2 separate regions of the Ovis aries genome follow, and region 1 is linked to region 2. Evidence: chromatin contacts called from public Hi-C data. All regions are on one chromosome and are shown on one strand. The core of a region is the stretch at or near the end of the contact, and the rest is flanking DNA. Distances in the headings are between cores, read along the strand shown.

What was found. A called contact is a pair of places that touch in the nucleus more often than the background predicts.
Region 1: a contact with region 2 is called in a Hi-C map of hypothalamus, with 3 times the contacts expected there. The contact joins the promoter of FADD here to the promoter of LTO1 in region 2. A contact is called at or near these places in 6 of 16 Hi-C or Micro-C datasets (blood, hypothalamus, muscle and 3 more).

What each region holds. Positions count from the first base shown.
Region 1 is chr21:43,770,258-43,777,737 of ARS-UI_Ramb_v3.0, reverse strand. It overlaps FADD (Fas associated via death domain), which reads right to left and starts at 4,482. Exons shown (of 3, transcript XR_006057529.1): 1 at 4,116-4,482; 2 at 1,593-2,626; 3 at 1-1,389. LOC121817559 (a long non-coding RNA gene) reads left to right here and starts at 4,630. Exons shown (of 2, transcript XR_009597859.1): 1 at 4,630-7,480.
Region 2 is chr21:43,304,683-43,312,132 of ARS-UI_Ramb_v3.0, reverse strand. LTO1 (LTO1 maturation factor of ABCE1) reads left to right here and starts at 1,936. Exons shown (of 5, transcript XM_004019731.6): 1 at 1,936-2,104; 2 at 3,559-3,664; 3 at 4,733-4,803. The coding sequence starts at 2,055. It overlaps LOC132658381 (a long non-coding RNA gene), which reads left to right and starts at 2,450. Exons shown (of 2, transcript XR_009597960.1): 1 at 2,450-2,654; 2 at 2,896-3,189.

The DNA.
Region 1 (7,480 bases), core at 3,233-5,732, 460 kb before region 2:
GGGCCCACACTGTCCAGAGCTGCCCTCTGACGCTGGCTGTCTACCCTCCACCCCTGGGGCCCGCACTGTCCAGAGAGCTGCCCTCTGACGCTGGCTGTCTACCCTCCACCCCTGCGGCCCGCACTGTCCAGAGCTGCCCTCTGACGCTGGCTGTCTACCTTCCACCCTCGGGGCCCGCACTGTCCAGAGCTGCCCTCTGACGCTGTGTACCTTCCACCCCTGGGGCCCGGACAGGCCCTGCTGCTTTCTCTGTCCACTTGCACTGTCCATTCATGCCGCCAGCCTGTGCAGTCTCACCTCAGCGCCTGGAGGGCAGCTGCGGTGGAAGCCTCCTGACTGCTGACGGTGGAGCGCCTGGATGCTCCCATCGGCCTGCAGCCCACCTTCGGAGGCAGTGTCCTCTGCAAGTTCGCCTGCCACCAGGCTCTGTGGCTTTGCCCCAGTGGCCCACAGGCGCCAGGGCAGGCCACCTCCAGGCCCCAGGGAGGCTGACAGCAGTGCCTGGAGGAGGCGCCTCTCTGCCCCGACCTCAGGCGCCAGGGCAGGCCACCTCCAGGCCCCAGGGAGGCTGACAGCAGTGCCTGGAGGAGGCGCCTCTCTGCCCCGACCTTAGGTCACATGACAGGTTTGCTGAGGCTGTTCCAACTGCTTCACCATCCACGGCAGGAGGGCAATCCCAGATGTCAGTGTCTGGGGGACAGTGCTTCACCCTCGAGGACGCAGCACGGAGTGAGCCAGTGGCAGCGCCGGGCCCAAGCAATGGAAAGCTCTGAGTGCTGTAAGCACATGTCCAAATGTCCGTAAGAACACCTGGAGTGACGGAGGGGTGGTCCCTCCCCGCTGTGAGGACCACATGGGGATGCAGGCCAGGTCTCAGGATGCTCAGGATCCTCACCCATTGGTAGTAGCATCTGCCATAAACCACGAGGGATGGGCACCATCTCGTAGTCTGCCTCTGGTCAAGACACGTGGGCACATTTCCCAGAACACCCATTTCCCAAGGCAACCCACTGGCCAAGCCCCGCCTTTACTGGTGGTGGTGACGTTACTATTACACACAGACTCGCCCTGACCCAAAGCCTCTTCAGCACATCACCCTGGGCTGGGCCATGGCTCTGGGGCTGAATGGGCTCAGCTCCCAAACTTGTGACGCGTGGTTAACGCCGGTGTTCCAGCCAGACTTTCAGAGCAGGGCCATGTCTGTCTTGTCTGCTGCCTGGGCTCAGCTCCCAGCAGTGCCCGGCGCAGTCAGGATCTGCCAAAGGCTGGGCCCACAGCCGGGCGGCGAGTGCTGTCTTGGCAACCCAAGGTCAGGGTGGCACAGCATGACGTCAGGAGCTTTCCCAAGGTCACAGCTAGAAGGTACGCGGCGGGGTTCTCTGATGCCTCCTGCAGGGAGGCAGGGCCCACAGCAGGTGAGGGCTGCCCTCTGGCAGATCATGGCCCACTGCGGTAAACACCCCCGTTGGCAGTGGTCCCTGGAGCTGATAGGAAACACAGGCACCCTCCTACAGGTTGGGCCTGCGATAACCGTCAAGGGACAGTGAAATTGGCTACAGCGGGACTTCTGAGAACCCGTAAAATGAGCTCACCATCCGTGGGAAGAGGAAACCGTCAGGTGGAGGTCTCTTGCAAAGGCACCTGCTTCAACAGGACTTCAAGCAGGAAGAAAAGGTGCTTCTCAGAATCCGAGGATTCAGCTTCTTACTACTTTTGTTATCAGAAAAAGTGACTGTTAGCAATCCATTGTGGAACTGGAGTCATGATTCATCTGACAACCAGCATGTGCCGAGCGCCTGCTGCCTGGCCCCATGGCAGGGGGCTCGCTCCCCGAGCACTGAGAGCCTGGGCTGCCTCCCAGACCCGTGAGGGCGCGCCTCACCCCGCCACCCGCCCTGGAGATGGTCTGCACTGCCAGTCTCCAAGCCTCTGGCAAGTGCAGGGGCAGGAGAACGAGCCAGGCGTTCCAAGCGTGGGTTCCGGAGCCCAGCGCCCCCAGCACAACGACCTCCAGCTCCTCGCTCTTCAATGCTGCGCATCCTCTCGTGTCTGGGAGCACCAAGTTTCACAGACCCCTACTTCATACCGGGCACGGCACCACACGCCCTCCCGGAGGAGCTTATTTAATGGGGACGATGGTACACACAGTGGCCCCCACCCGGCTGGCACAGAGGAGTGTGGGCCCACAGCCGCCTCCCTGAGTCTTCACGGGGCTGGCACGGATGGCACGTGGTCAGGACCGTGCAGCTGCCCTCGGTCCCCATGGAAGAGTCGCTGGGTCGTCAGGAGGCTCCCGGGGCAGCGGAGCCCGAGTCCCAGGCCATGAGGGACCCGGGGTTTGCACTCCTTCTCTGGCGGGCCTGGGCCCACTGGTCCTCCTCAATGAGATCTGCCACCACGTTTAGCTGGCAGCCCCGGAGCGCGCTCACCAGGCATGACACAGCTGCGTCCTCCCTAGCGCTGTTCTTCCAGACCCTCAGCAGCTCCCTCACCTGCTCCACCAGGTTCCGGGGGTACTTCTCCTCGATGGCTTCAATCTTGATCTCAGACACTCTGAGGCGACGAGCCAGCCTCTTCCAGTCCTTCCCCACGTTATCACAGATGATCTCCATCGCCGCCCGCAGGTCTGGTGGGGGAAAAGGGCAGAGTGGTAACCTGCGGTCTGGGGAGCTGTTTAGAAAACAGATAACCGCACACTGGCTGACGGGCCTCCTGGTGCTGACCCAGGTGCTGGGGACCCGAAAGGCCCTTCCACAGAGGCGGACGCCACCCTGCAGCAGAAGGACCAGGGAAAGCTCCATGCTGCCTCAGCCAGCCACACCGTGAAACACTACCCACAAGGCGCAGCCTGCTCTGAAGACTTACTGGTTGGGGGGGTCTTGTAATGGAGACGCCCACTCAGGCCTGAGTAGAGTTGCACCTCTATCCCAACCTGCAACGGGGTTGAATGGGGGGCCCTAGAAGGTACACACATGTCAAATCTCTGGAACTGTGAATGGGAACTTTCTTGGAAAAGGGTCTTTGCAGATGTGAGAGTAAGCTGAGGATCTCGAGATGAGGGGATCATCTTAGATTATTCAAGTGGGCCCTAAATCCACTGACAGGACCACGTGCCGTGGAGGCAGAGACTGGAGGGGTGTGGTCACAAGCCAAGGAATGCCTGGAGTCCCCAGAAACCAGAAGAGGGAGGAAGGACCCTCTCCTAGAGCTCTCAGAGGGAGCATGGCCTACTGACACCTGGATCTGACCACTGGCCCAAGAAAGGTAAGAGCAGCAGATTCTGTTGCTTTAAGCCACTGAGACACAGTCATTTGTATGGCAGCCCTAAACAGCCCACTTGCTGCTCTGGAAGATGCCCTGACTGACACCAGGCTTCAGTCCCTGGCTACTATGTCCTCATCTGCTGAGAAGTCACTCCTGAGATCAGACTAGACAAAATGCTTCTTGGAAGCAAAGCTTCATCTCCAACCACAAACCCCTGATACGCTGTCAGCCTGTATGCCAACTCCTCCAGCCCCGTGAGGTGGGCACCTGTGTTGCTGACCACTGGGAGAAAGCAGGAAGTGGAGGCCCAGGGAAGGGAAGTGCAAGTCACTTCCTGAGGTCACAGCCAGCCACAGAATGGCAGAGCCAGGAAGAATCCCTTATACAAAAGCAGCGCCCTATCAACCCGCCCTTCCTGCTGAGGCTCTTCTGGAGTCCTTTCACCCCTGTCCCGCCCGGGAGGTCAGCAACGTCTTCTTCTGTCCAATAACTTCTAACTTTCCTGGAGGGAGAGGGGTGGAGAAGAAAGCACTGAGGCTGGATGGGGCAGGGGGCGGTGGTTGTCCACGCTCCGCAACTTAGGCTAAGTTAACTTCTCTGAGCTTTGGTTCTCCTGTCCGCAAAGCGGCCACGTTCCCGTCTCTCGGGGCTGTTTAGGGAAAACCCACGGAAACCGAACCCGGAAAAGGCTGGGCGCCTGGAAGATCGACAGCTGACCCCGCCAACCCCCACAGGGTCCCCAGGCACCCCTCGCCCCTCTCCTCCCGCGCCGCTCCGCGCCCGGCCCCCGCTCCCCGTCCTTCGCCCGCACGCCTCCCGCCCGCACCCCGGCCCCCGGCCCTCGCCCCCACCTCGCTCCTCCGGCGCCGCCCCGGCCTCCGCGCCCCGTTCGAAGTCGTCCAGGAGGCACAGGAGGTCCTCGCGCCGCAGGGAGCCGAGCAGCTCGCGCAGCAGCGCGGTGCGCTCGGCGCTCAGCTCGTTCTGCTCGAGCAAGACGGTGAAGAGGTCCAGGCCGCTCTGCGCGAGCTCCAGCTTCCTCTTGCTAACGCGGTTCCGGCACAGGAACTTGAGCTGGGTCAGGTCGCTGCTCGACAGTCCGACCGACACCGAGTGCAGCAGCACCAGGAACGGGTCCATGGCGACAGGAGTCCCCGCGGGCTGGGCCGCGCCTCCTCACGGACCCTTCGCGCCTCAGCCTAGTGGCGGCGAATGCAGTTTGGGGAGCTCGATAGCCCGTCGCCGGAAGTATCCCGCCGGGCCGGTCCTCTCGTGGTAACTTCCGGGACTCGCGCATGCGCTGCAAGCCGAACCGTAGCCATTTCCGCCCGGGAGGCTCCCTGCTGACGCCAGGCACCGCCCCTGACCGGGGACCCGGAAGATCTCTGTCGGTGCGCCCTGACGACGGTCTCCCTGTGAGGACCGGCAGCTTTACGGGTCCCAATCAGTGCAGACGGTGACTGCAGCCATGAAATTAAAAGACGCTTACTCCTTGGAAGAAAAGTTATGACTAACCTAGGTAGTATATTCAAAAGCAGAGACATTACTTTGCCGACGAAGGTCCGTCTAGTCAAGGCTATGGTTTTTCCTGTGGTCATGTATGGATGTGAGAGTTGGACTGTGAAGAAGGCTGAGTGCCGAAGAATTGATGCTTTTGAACTGTGGTGTTGGAGAAGACTCTTGAGAGTCCCTTGGACTGCAAGGAGATCCAACCAGTCCATCCTAAAGGACATCAGTCCTGGGTGTTCATTGGAAGGAATGATGCTAAAGCTGAAGCTCCAGTACTTTGGACACCTCATGCAAAGTGTTGACTCATTGGAAAGACTGATGCTGGGAGGGATTGGGGGCAGGAGGAGAAGGGGACGACAGAGGATGAGATGGCTGGATGGCATCACTGACTCGATGGACGTGAGTCTGAGTGAACTCCGGGAGTTGGTGATGGACAGGGAGGCCTGGCGTGCTGCGATTCATGGGGTCGCAAAGAGTCGGACACGACTGGGCGACTGAACTGAACTGAACCCCTAAACCCAGAGCGCAGTCAGCGTCCGTTTCCTTTGGAATGTTGCGCTGCGGGTGCTCTTAATAACAAGTTTATGAACATTTGTGAAAATGCATGTCGTTTGGGCTTCCCTGATGGCTCACTGGTAATGAATCGGCCTGCCAATGTTGGAGAGGCGGGTTCGATCCCTGGGACAGGAAGATCCCCTGGAGAAGGACATGGCACCCGACTCCAGTGCTTGCCTGGGAAATCCCGTGGACAGAGGATGGGGCGTCACGGTCCATGGGGTCACAAAAGAATCAGACAGGACTTAGCGACTAAGCAACGAATGTCCTTTAGTAACCCCTGCAAATCTGTGTGCAGGAAAGACACTTAAGAGCTTTATTTAGTTTTTAAAATTTGATAAAAACGTGATTTCTAAAGTTATCGTCGTTATTGTGGAAGGCTTACTGGCGTTTCTTGATGCCTACTGTGTACCATGGAGTAGGTCCTGGAGACAATTCAGGAACAAAGCGTGGAAGGCCCCACCTGCCCGGAGCTTGCAGCATCAGTGCACAAGGTTACCTCATGCAGATAAGAAAGTGCCGTTAAGCCAGAAGTCAGCTCGAACCAGGGGCCAAGAGCATGGAGGTGGGGAGTGTGGAGGTGGGGGTCTCTACATGTGGAGAAGGCGGTTCTGGAGCAGGCCCCAATGTGCAGGCGTGAGGGGCCAGGTAGAGAGGTGTGGGGGCCGTAAAGGCGGGCCCACGGCAAGAGCAGAAGCACCGAGGAGGGCGCAGGGTGCTGGGGCAGAGCTGGGAAGGCAGGGGGTGGTCGGTGAGGGGAGGGGGCGAATTAGGAGGAGCCAGGTCGGAACCCAGCTTTACCTTCCCTAAGCCCCTGCAGAGGGTGAGAAGAAGCCTGAAGCCATCTGAGTTATGTTGGGAAAAAATTGAGATGTAATTCATATTCCCTGCAACTCACCCTTTTAAAGTGTACAGTTCAGGGGCTTTCCTTGTGGTGCAGTGGTTAAGAACCTGCCTTGCAATGCAGGGAATGCTGATTGGAATCCTGGTTGGAGAACTAAGATCCCACATGCAGGGAGGTGACAGCCTTCACTATGCCACTAGAGAGCTCGCAGTCCGGCAGGAAACATCCCGCATGACGCAGCAAAAATCCCTCTTCCTGCAACTTAGACCTGACTCAGACAAATGGATACAGCGGTATTTTAAAACGTGTACAGTTCAGTGGTTTTCAGCATATTTATAATGTGCAACCGCTACCATTAGCTAATTTTAGAATATTTTCATCACCTTTGTAGAGACCAGTGCTCATCAGCAGTCACTTCCTCTCCGCCCCCCACTCTTTCTCCAGCTTCTGGCAACCACGAGTAGGCATCTGTCTGCCTGGATTTGACCACGATGGGCGTTTCATGTAGGCGGAAGCACACGCTGTGGGGCCTTTGGGGCCTGGTTTCTTGAACTGAGTGTGACGTCTTCAAGGTTCGCGCGTGTTGTAGCCTGTGACAGTGCTTCCTTCCTTTTTATATCGTGTGTGTGCTCAATTGTGTCCGACTCTTTGAGGCCTCATGGACTGTAGCCCCCCAGGCTCCTCTGCCCGTGAAAGTTTCCAGGCAAGGATACTGGAGTGGGGTGCCCTTTCCTCCCTGAGGGGATCTTCCCTCTCCAGGAATAAAAACCTACATCTCTTGCATCTCCTGCATCAGCAGTTGGATTCTTTACCCCTAAAGTGCCGCCCGGGAAGCCCTCTTTTTACTTTATTTATTTATTTTTGGCTGTGCTGCTGTGCACGAGCTTTCTCTAGTTGCTGCCAGTGGGGGCTACTCTTTGTTGGAGGCTCTAGGCACATGGTAAGGAATTCACATGCAACGCTGGAGACCAGGGTTCGATCCCTGGGTCAGGAAGATCCCCTGGAGAAGGGAATTGCAACCCACTCCAGTATTCTCGCTTGGATAATTCCATAGAGAGAGGAGCCTGGTGGGCTATAGTCCATGGGGTTGCAAAGAGTTGGACACAACAGAGTGGCTAACACAAAAATTAGGCACATGGGCTTCAGTAGTTGAAGCACATGGGCTTAGCTGCCCTGTGGCACGTGGGATCTTCCCAAATCAGGGATTGAACCCACGTCCCCTGCATTGGCAGCGGATTCTTAACCACTGGTATTGGGGAAATTAAAGTCTTGTTCAGGCTTCAGAAGTAGGAGACCAGGCCTCTGAGCTGC
Region 2 (7,450 bases), core at 687-3,186:
GCTCCATAGCATATGGGATTTTGCTTCCCTGACCATGGATGGAACCTGTATCCTCTGCACTGGAAGGTGGATTCTTAACTGCTGGATCACCAGAGGAGTTCCCAGATAGAATTTAGAGTTTGACACATTTCCCCCAGATCCTGTGGAAACTGGGGTTGCATGTCTTCCTGTCTTGGGCGGGGCGGTAGTTATTCTTGTATAGGTTCTGCTCAACCTTATTTCTAAGAAACTATTGTGACCATGGTGAAGTGGATTTCCCTGAGTATCCCTGCTCAGACCACTACTAATCATTGTTCGAATAACGAAAAGCAAGTGATTTTTTTGGCGATTCAACTGCATAGGTACTTACTGAACTGTATTACAAATTCTGAGAGGGTCTTAAGTGCTTATTTTGGAATTTTTAGATGGACCACCGCACCTACATATAATGGCACTTTGTTTTCTTTTTTCCCCAAAGATAGTTAAGACTTCTTGCTCAATTTTATTGCATTGATTAGGTCTACTGGATGTGTTCAAAGCATTCTCGCTTTACTCCTGATTTTAACAGGAAAACTTTTGGTAATTCATATCTATGTTCCACTGTGGCTGACAGTTTGACATACCTTTTAAAAATCGTGTCCAGGAAGTACCTGCCATGGAAATGACAAATGGGAGGACTAACACTAGAAGCTTTTTTTTTTTTTTTTAAGGGGGGATGCCTTCAGCTGGACAGAGGGCTCTGGGGGTTGTTAATTACAAATCCTTTTGTGCTGATTCTTGACTCTCTGCCTGAATTATGAATAGGTCTACTTTTACTTGTGGCTCAGCTGGTAAAGAATCCACCTGCAAAGTGGGAGATGGGGGTTCGATCCCTGAGTTGATCGTCTCCAGTATTCTGGCCTGAAGAACGCCATGGTCTGTGTCGTCAGTGGGGTTGCACAGAGTCGGACGTGACTGAGCCACTTTCACTCACTACTTTTACTGGGGCTTCCCTCCTGGCTCAGATGGTCAAGAACCTGCCGGCAATGCAGGAGATCTGGGTTCGGTCCCTAGATTGGGAAGATTCCCCTGGAGAAGGGAATACCAACCCACTCCAATATGCTTGCCCTGGAGAATCCCATGGACAGAGGAGCCTGGCAGTCTATGGTCCATGGGGTGGCAAAGAATCAAACACGACTGAGCGACCAACACTTCCCCTTTCTGCTTTTGCTTTAAAAACAACCGCAAGAATAAAAACACAAACACTTTTATTGACAGTTTTCAAAGAACTCTAAAGTTTTAAGAACGGATGCCAACAGTTACTCATTGAGTGTTAAGAGGACCTCGGCTGTTCCTGTCACCCACTGCTGTTTCAGATTCCCGGGGCGTCGGGTCAGCCCTGCGTTGTTTCTCGAACAAAAGCCCAAATGCCCTGGAATACTGTTATCGCGGATTCAGTGGCCTTTTAGGTGGGGCGTCTCAAGTCTGACTTGGTCCTGGAAGGTGGCCCCTGGCTGTGGGTCGGGGTCGGCGGGGGACCCGGCCACTCTTGTCTGGGTACTGTCCCCACTCCGCGAATTGCGTTTCCTGGGACATTTTTCCCCCAAACCCCAAGGGCCCAGAGCTCCGGGAGGCGTTTGGTTCTTTGATAAATTTTCCAAGTTTCTTTCCCTGGTCCTTTCTGAGCCGCTGTTGGCAGTTCGGTGGCCTCTGCCTGGTTTTGGGAAAGTGAGATCATGGGTCAGCCCCGCGTGGCCAAGTGGATGCTCCAGGTGGGGACCGACCAACAGGCTGGCGGCCCGAGCCGGGGGGCGGGGCAAGGGGCCTCGGGGAGGGGCCGCGTCCCGGCCTAGCCCCGCCCAGCGCCGCCGCCGCCGCGCAAGCGCCCTGGGCCTGCCCCGGCGAGTGCTGAGCGCCCCGGCGAGTGCTGAGCCCTCCGGCGTGCCGTCGTTACCCGGCCTGCCCCGCGCGGTCGCCGCCGGAAGTGAACTTGGCGTCGCGAGTGGCCGGGGTTTCCGTGAGTTGTGGCCTCGCGTGTCCGCGGCTCCATCGCGGGGCGGCGGAGCCCGACGGGCGGAGGCTGGTCGGTGGCCGCCATGGCCGGGGATCAGGACATGTTCGACGCTGTCGTGATGGCAGATGAGAGGTGGGTGGGTCGGGGCCCCCAGCCCTCGCGTGTCGGCTCTCAGCCTTGGGCTGCGGCCCTGGGGGAGCGCACTGGGGCCCTGGGGGCATCCGGCGCGGGAGGGCCCAGGATGCTGTTACTTCCCCTTCTCGGGCGAGCGCCAGGCGCCCAGCTGCTCCTCAGGACCCGCCTCCCTCCTCTGGGGCTGCCCCCATGCATCTGCTCGGCCTGGTGACTGCCTCCCTCCAGGGACGCCCCGTCCTCGGGTGGCGCGGACCTCTGCCATCTGGGCGCTGCCCACCTCTTTCTCGTTCCTCAGTAATAGGACAGACGGCCGCATTCACGGACAGGCTCATCAAGGTGTCAGGCGTCATCCTTTTCCCTCCTGAGCCCCTGGGCAGCGCCTAGGGGCTGTGGCAAGGCAGGGGTGGCGGCGGGTGGGGGTGGTGAAGCTCTTGGCTGCTTTGATGGCTTTCTTCCAGTGCCCAGCCCGCTTGAGACATCGATAGACGTCCCTGAGAAAGAGGGAGCAGGAAGCGATCAGTCGCTGACAGTTCATTTGGAACTTGCTGTGAGCTGCAGGCTGAACTAAGCCTTGTACCCCCGTTATCTGTTTTATCCCAACTTGTGGACTAGATCCCGTCTTTGAGATGGGGAGGCAAGGTCGCTCCGGGGGCGGGAGCCAGTATAAGTGGGAATGACGCAGTTGGTCTCGCCGGGTGCTCCAGCCAGCCCCTTTCACTTCGGTGGCCCGTGGGTTGTGACAGTTCCGCTGCCGGCCCCTGTAAGTCAGAGCCTTTATTCTACCACAGGCCCTGCCGTCATGGTACACTTTGCAGCCAGTGTTGTTGCCTGGAGAATCCCAGGGACGGGGGAGCCTGGTGGGCTGCCGTCTGTGGGGTCACACAGAGTCGGACACGACTGAAGCGACTTAGCAGCAGCAGCAGCAGATGGCGCTTCTCCTTGCCTGGCTCCTGAGGTGTAATGGAAAAGCCTGGTGCAGACGGCAGAGTTTCGTTTGTCTGTTTTGAAGCTCTTGCCCAAACAGTCTAGCTTACAGACTCACAGAACTGGGGCTGCTGACTAAGTCACTGGGGAAATTTCAAAAAGCGGATTCCTGAACTTTAGTGAGATAAGGGCAAGGCTCCTGAATTTGTATCTTTGGGATTTTCCTGTGTGTTTCCAGTATTCTCCCCGGTTTGGGAATCCCTGATTTAGCCCAGCTTTCTCATTGTAGAAGCGCTGAGTTTGGCTTCAAGAAGTACAGCGACTTGCCACAGCAGAGGCTCGGGGAGGGGTGGAGCTGACGTTGGACCTAAGTTTTATGGTTTAGGTTCTCTTATTTTTCTTTAATGCTGCTAGGTCTCGTCTTGCAGTCTGGGTCTAGGTCTGGGTCACGTGGAGGAATGAGTTTTTCCAGGAAGAATCGTCTTTCTCCTGTTTATTCACTCAGACTTGCTGCTTCTCCGTTGCAGGTTTCACGGGGAAGGGTACCGGGAAGGCTATGAAGAAGGAAGCAGTTTGGGTATGATCGAAGGGAGACGGCACGGCACGCTCCATGGAGCTAAAGTCGGATCTGAAGTGAGTGGGGACCTCCCCCTGCCCCACCACCACCTAGAAAGGAGTCCTGTTCTTTTACTGTTGACAGTTTACCTTGACGGTCAGTATGATCAAGCCACAATTTCAGGCCTCTTAAAGTGGCAGTAGGCTAGATAGACTGTGGATGGAGGCGTATTCCTAGGGCAGAGCCTGCAGAGCCTATGGCTGTGTGGCGATGACGCAGGTGGATGGGCTGGAGGAAAAACAAGCCCCTCGTCACCTCAGTGGATGTCGAGTGTCGTGGTGCCGAGTCCTCTTGCAGAGAGTGAGCACCCCGGTGTCGTGTGAGAGCGTGCCGTGGATATTTACACAGGAATCCCGTAAACTCCCCGGTTTTCCTTTTCTCCTGCCTTTTGTCCTGGATGGGCCCTCACTTACAGGTGATTGGCTGTAAACAGCGAAGTCTGAGACCACTGGAACTGTATTAGGCATCTGTGGCTTCAAAACGAAATCAGTACAAGGCACGTGGCCTTAAAGACAACCAGTGTTACTTATCTCGCAGAGGTCCTGGGGGTCCGTGGTCCAGGAGCAGTTGAGCCGGGTGGTTCTGGCTCAGGGCCTCTTGATGCTGGAGTTAAAAGTCAGCCACTCGAAGGCTTGCCTGGGGCCAGAAGAGGTACTTCTCAGATGGCTTGCTCCCTCCGCATCTTCTGCATGTGGACTTCTCCTTAGAGCCGCCCAAGCGTCCTCCTAACCCTGTGTGGGTGGCCTGGGTGGGCAGGGCAGAGGTGACATTGCCCGTTAACACCTAAATCCGGAGGTCACGTGCCACCTCTTCTGTGTTCTGCTCATCACGGCCACCCGATACAGCTGGGAGACCCCACAGGCACAAGTACCAGTGGAGTGGGAGGCGGGGCCAGTGGGCCGCCTTGGAGGCCAGCTGTCCCGCTGATAACTCGACCTCCGACCTCCATTTCCTGCTCCAGCACAAGAAGACACGCCCTGCGCCCCCTCCCGTCCTCCCCCACTTTAGTTTTGAGAGCTTGATAATTAGATCAAATACAGCGCTCGGTTATTCATTGTGCTCTTAAATGTCTTGTCAATTCACAGATTGGGTGCTACCAAGGCTTCGCGTTTGCTTGGAGAGGTCTCCTGCACAGTTGCGCCACTGAGAGAGACAGGTAAGGCGGAACCTCCTTTCTTCTTTGGCGTCTGGACCAGAGTTGCGGTTCCGTGGTGCACCCTGATCGCGGGGGGTTAGAGTCTCAGTCTCCTCATCTGTAAACCGGAGAAAACAGTCGGGCTGAAATAAGCTTGTGCAGTTGTTACAAGGTTTACAGGAAATAGTGCCTAGCAGGTACGGGCCCGTTTGGGGTGTTGGATGAACACCTACTGTTTTCTCAAGGGTCCTCTGATCTCCCCCGCCTTTTCCCTGGAGGCCTTCAAGCACTCCCTGCCAGTGAAGGCAGGTTGAAAACGATTTTATCTTCTCGTTTCCCCTGAGCTTCTGATAAACAGAGCACAGTAGTCTGGGTGTGATCCAGGTTCAGAAATGGTGACCCCACTGTCACTGGGACTTTTTACGTAGCCAGGAGGTCTAACAAGGTGATCGGGCCCGTGTGTTTTGCCCGTGTCAGGAAGCGCTAAGGAGCCGTTAGCTGTCCTCTGTAGCGTGTAGCCTTCTGAACCTGTCAGAAGTTACAGGTGCCACTTCCTGAAGCCCCAGGACCCTGTCCCCACCTGCGGTCTTCACTCTTCACCCGTCCGTGAAAGGCTGTGCTGCCGCTCAGGGGATCCTACGCGGGGCTTCAGCGGCTGCCCCATGTCCTTCGGATGCCCGGTGGCTTTGCCTGGCCAGGGAGGGGCTCCAGGAATGTGAGTGACAGAGCGCAGAAGCCGCATTCCCCCGTCCACGTGACTTGTCATCTTATTTGGAATGTTTTGAATTTCTAGAATTTGTGCCACCGCCATATTCATGTGTCAGAGCAGGGATGCTCGAGACAGGGTCTGGGTGATTCTGGGGTCGCTGCTTTCTGACCTGTCCCATCACTGATCAAGTGGGATCTGACCAGACTCGTCCACCGCGCAGGGCCACCTTGAGGAGGTTTTCCTCTAAAGACCCAGCGGGCGGCGGCGTGGCCGGTGATCTGGCTGGGACGGTGGGTGGCAGCGCGTGGCAGCACTGGGTGCCGGTCAGGGCTACAGGTGCCTCTGCACTTCTGGCCCGTGAAGGTGGGGGTGGCGCGCCTGGTCTTGGAATTCTCCAGCAGCCTCCCCTTGTCCCTTTGCTGGCGTCTGCAGCGCATGGAGGGTGTGAAGGCTCCTGTACCTGGGGGCTGCCAACTCACACCCCAGGGCAGGGTCCCCCCCCACCCCGCCGCCATCCTAAAGCCGTGCCCCCAGGCTCCATCGGGGGAGGGGCACGTGGGTTGTGTCAGGGCTGGTCGGAGCCCCTCTGCCCCGACCCCACCAGCAGAGCCTGGTGGTCTCTGAACCACAGCCTAAATCCCTTCATCTTAGAGGAGTGACTTTTGGATTTTCTAAGCCTCTACAGTTTAAAAAAAAACGGTAGAAGGCGGACAGAGAACCTCCCACTGCCTTAGGTTCCAAGTAAGGATGTTAGAGGAGAAGTGCCCGCCCTGTGCGGCCTCACTCAGTGAAGCCAGGGGCTTCTCACCCGGAGAGGGCGTGTGGGGGCCCGTCTCAGCCTGCAGGACGGGGTGTCCAGCGGGTGACCATGGCTTTTGGACCCTCCCCAAGATGCCCTGCCCTCCTGCAGGCCGGTGGAGCCCCATTTTCCTGACCTGACAATGAGCGGGCCATACCCCCACCGTGCACCGGCCTTGACCATGCGCCAGGCCGTGCGTCTGGAGCAGCTGCAGTGACCAGCCATCGGGCGGGGCTGCTCGCGGCCTTGGGAGTGGGCGGTGGTCCCCGCGTCCGGCACGCACAGCAGTTCCACGTGTGGGCATCTGCCTTCTGTCTGCTGGAACCTAGCGCCTCGCTGCTTTCCTTCACTCACTTCGCCGGTTTGTGTTTCCCCCGAGAGGCAGCTGTCGTAATTCTTGTAAACTGGTTTCAGAACAGCAAACGTGAGCGGGTCCTGGTCGCTTTGAATGGCTGTCGCTTCATGAGGACAAGTCCTTCGAGATTCCCTGGGAACAGATAGCTAGTATGCTCCTGATGCCCAGTGACCGGAGGTGGGCAGGGTCGCTTGCCCGTGACCCAGAAGGGCGCCTGCCCTCCCCAGTGCGAGTCCTGGCCTCCAGGGTGTGGTGGAGACTGACGGTTACTCAGCGCTGTTCTGTGGCAGGCCCTGGGCTTTCTCTGGATTACTGATCCTCCTGAGCCTGGCAGGTGGCCATCAGGGCCCCATTTTACAGATGAGGACGCCGAGGCCCAGAGCCGTGAAGTCCCTGAGTGCCTCAGGGCAGTCCTGCTCCAGGCTGAGGCCCTCGTCTTCCTGGGGAAGGGGGCTGAACTCAGGCAGCAGACACTGTGGACGGAGCAGGCCTGGTGTTTACCTGCTGTTAAACTCCCTGAGGCCCTGGGTGGGAAGGTTCTGGAGCCGAGAAACCCCCCAGATGGGAGCAGGCGTGGCCATGCCCAGCGCTGTTTCCTTCTGGCTCTGTCTGCTCCGGGCTCAGGCCTGGGGACCAGTGGTCTGGGTGCTCGTCGCGTCGCCTCGGCCGCCGGTCCAGGTTGCAGCCGGCCGGCGAGGTCGGTTCTCACCTGATGTTGGGCACAGGGGGGCAGGCGCCCGTTGCCAGGCGGGGGCAGGTTGTTTAGTGTGATGACTGCGTTAGCCGCCAGCTCCTGAACCCCGGC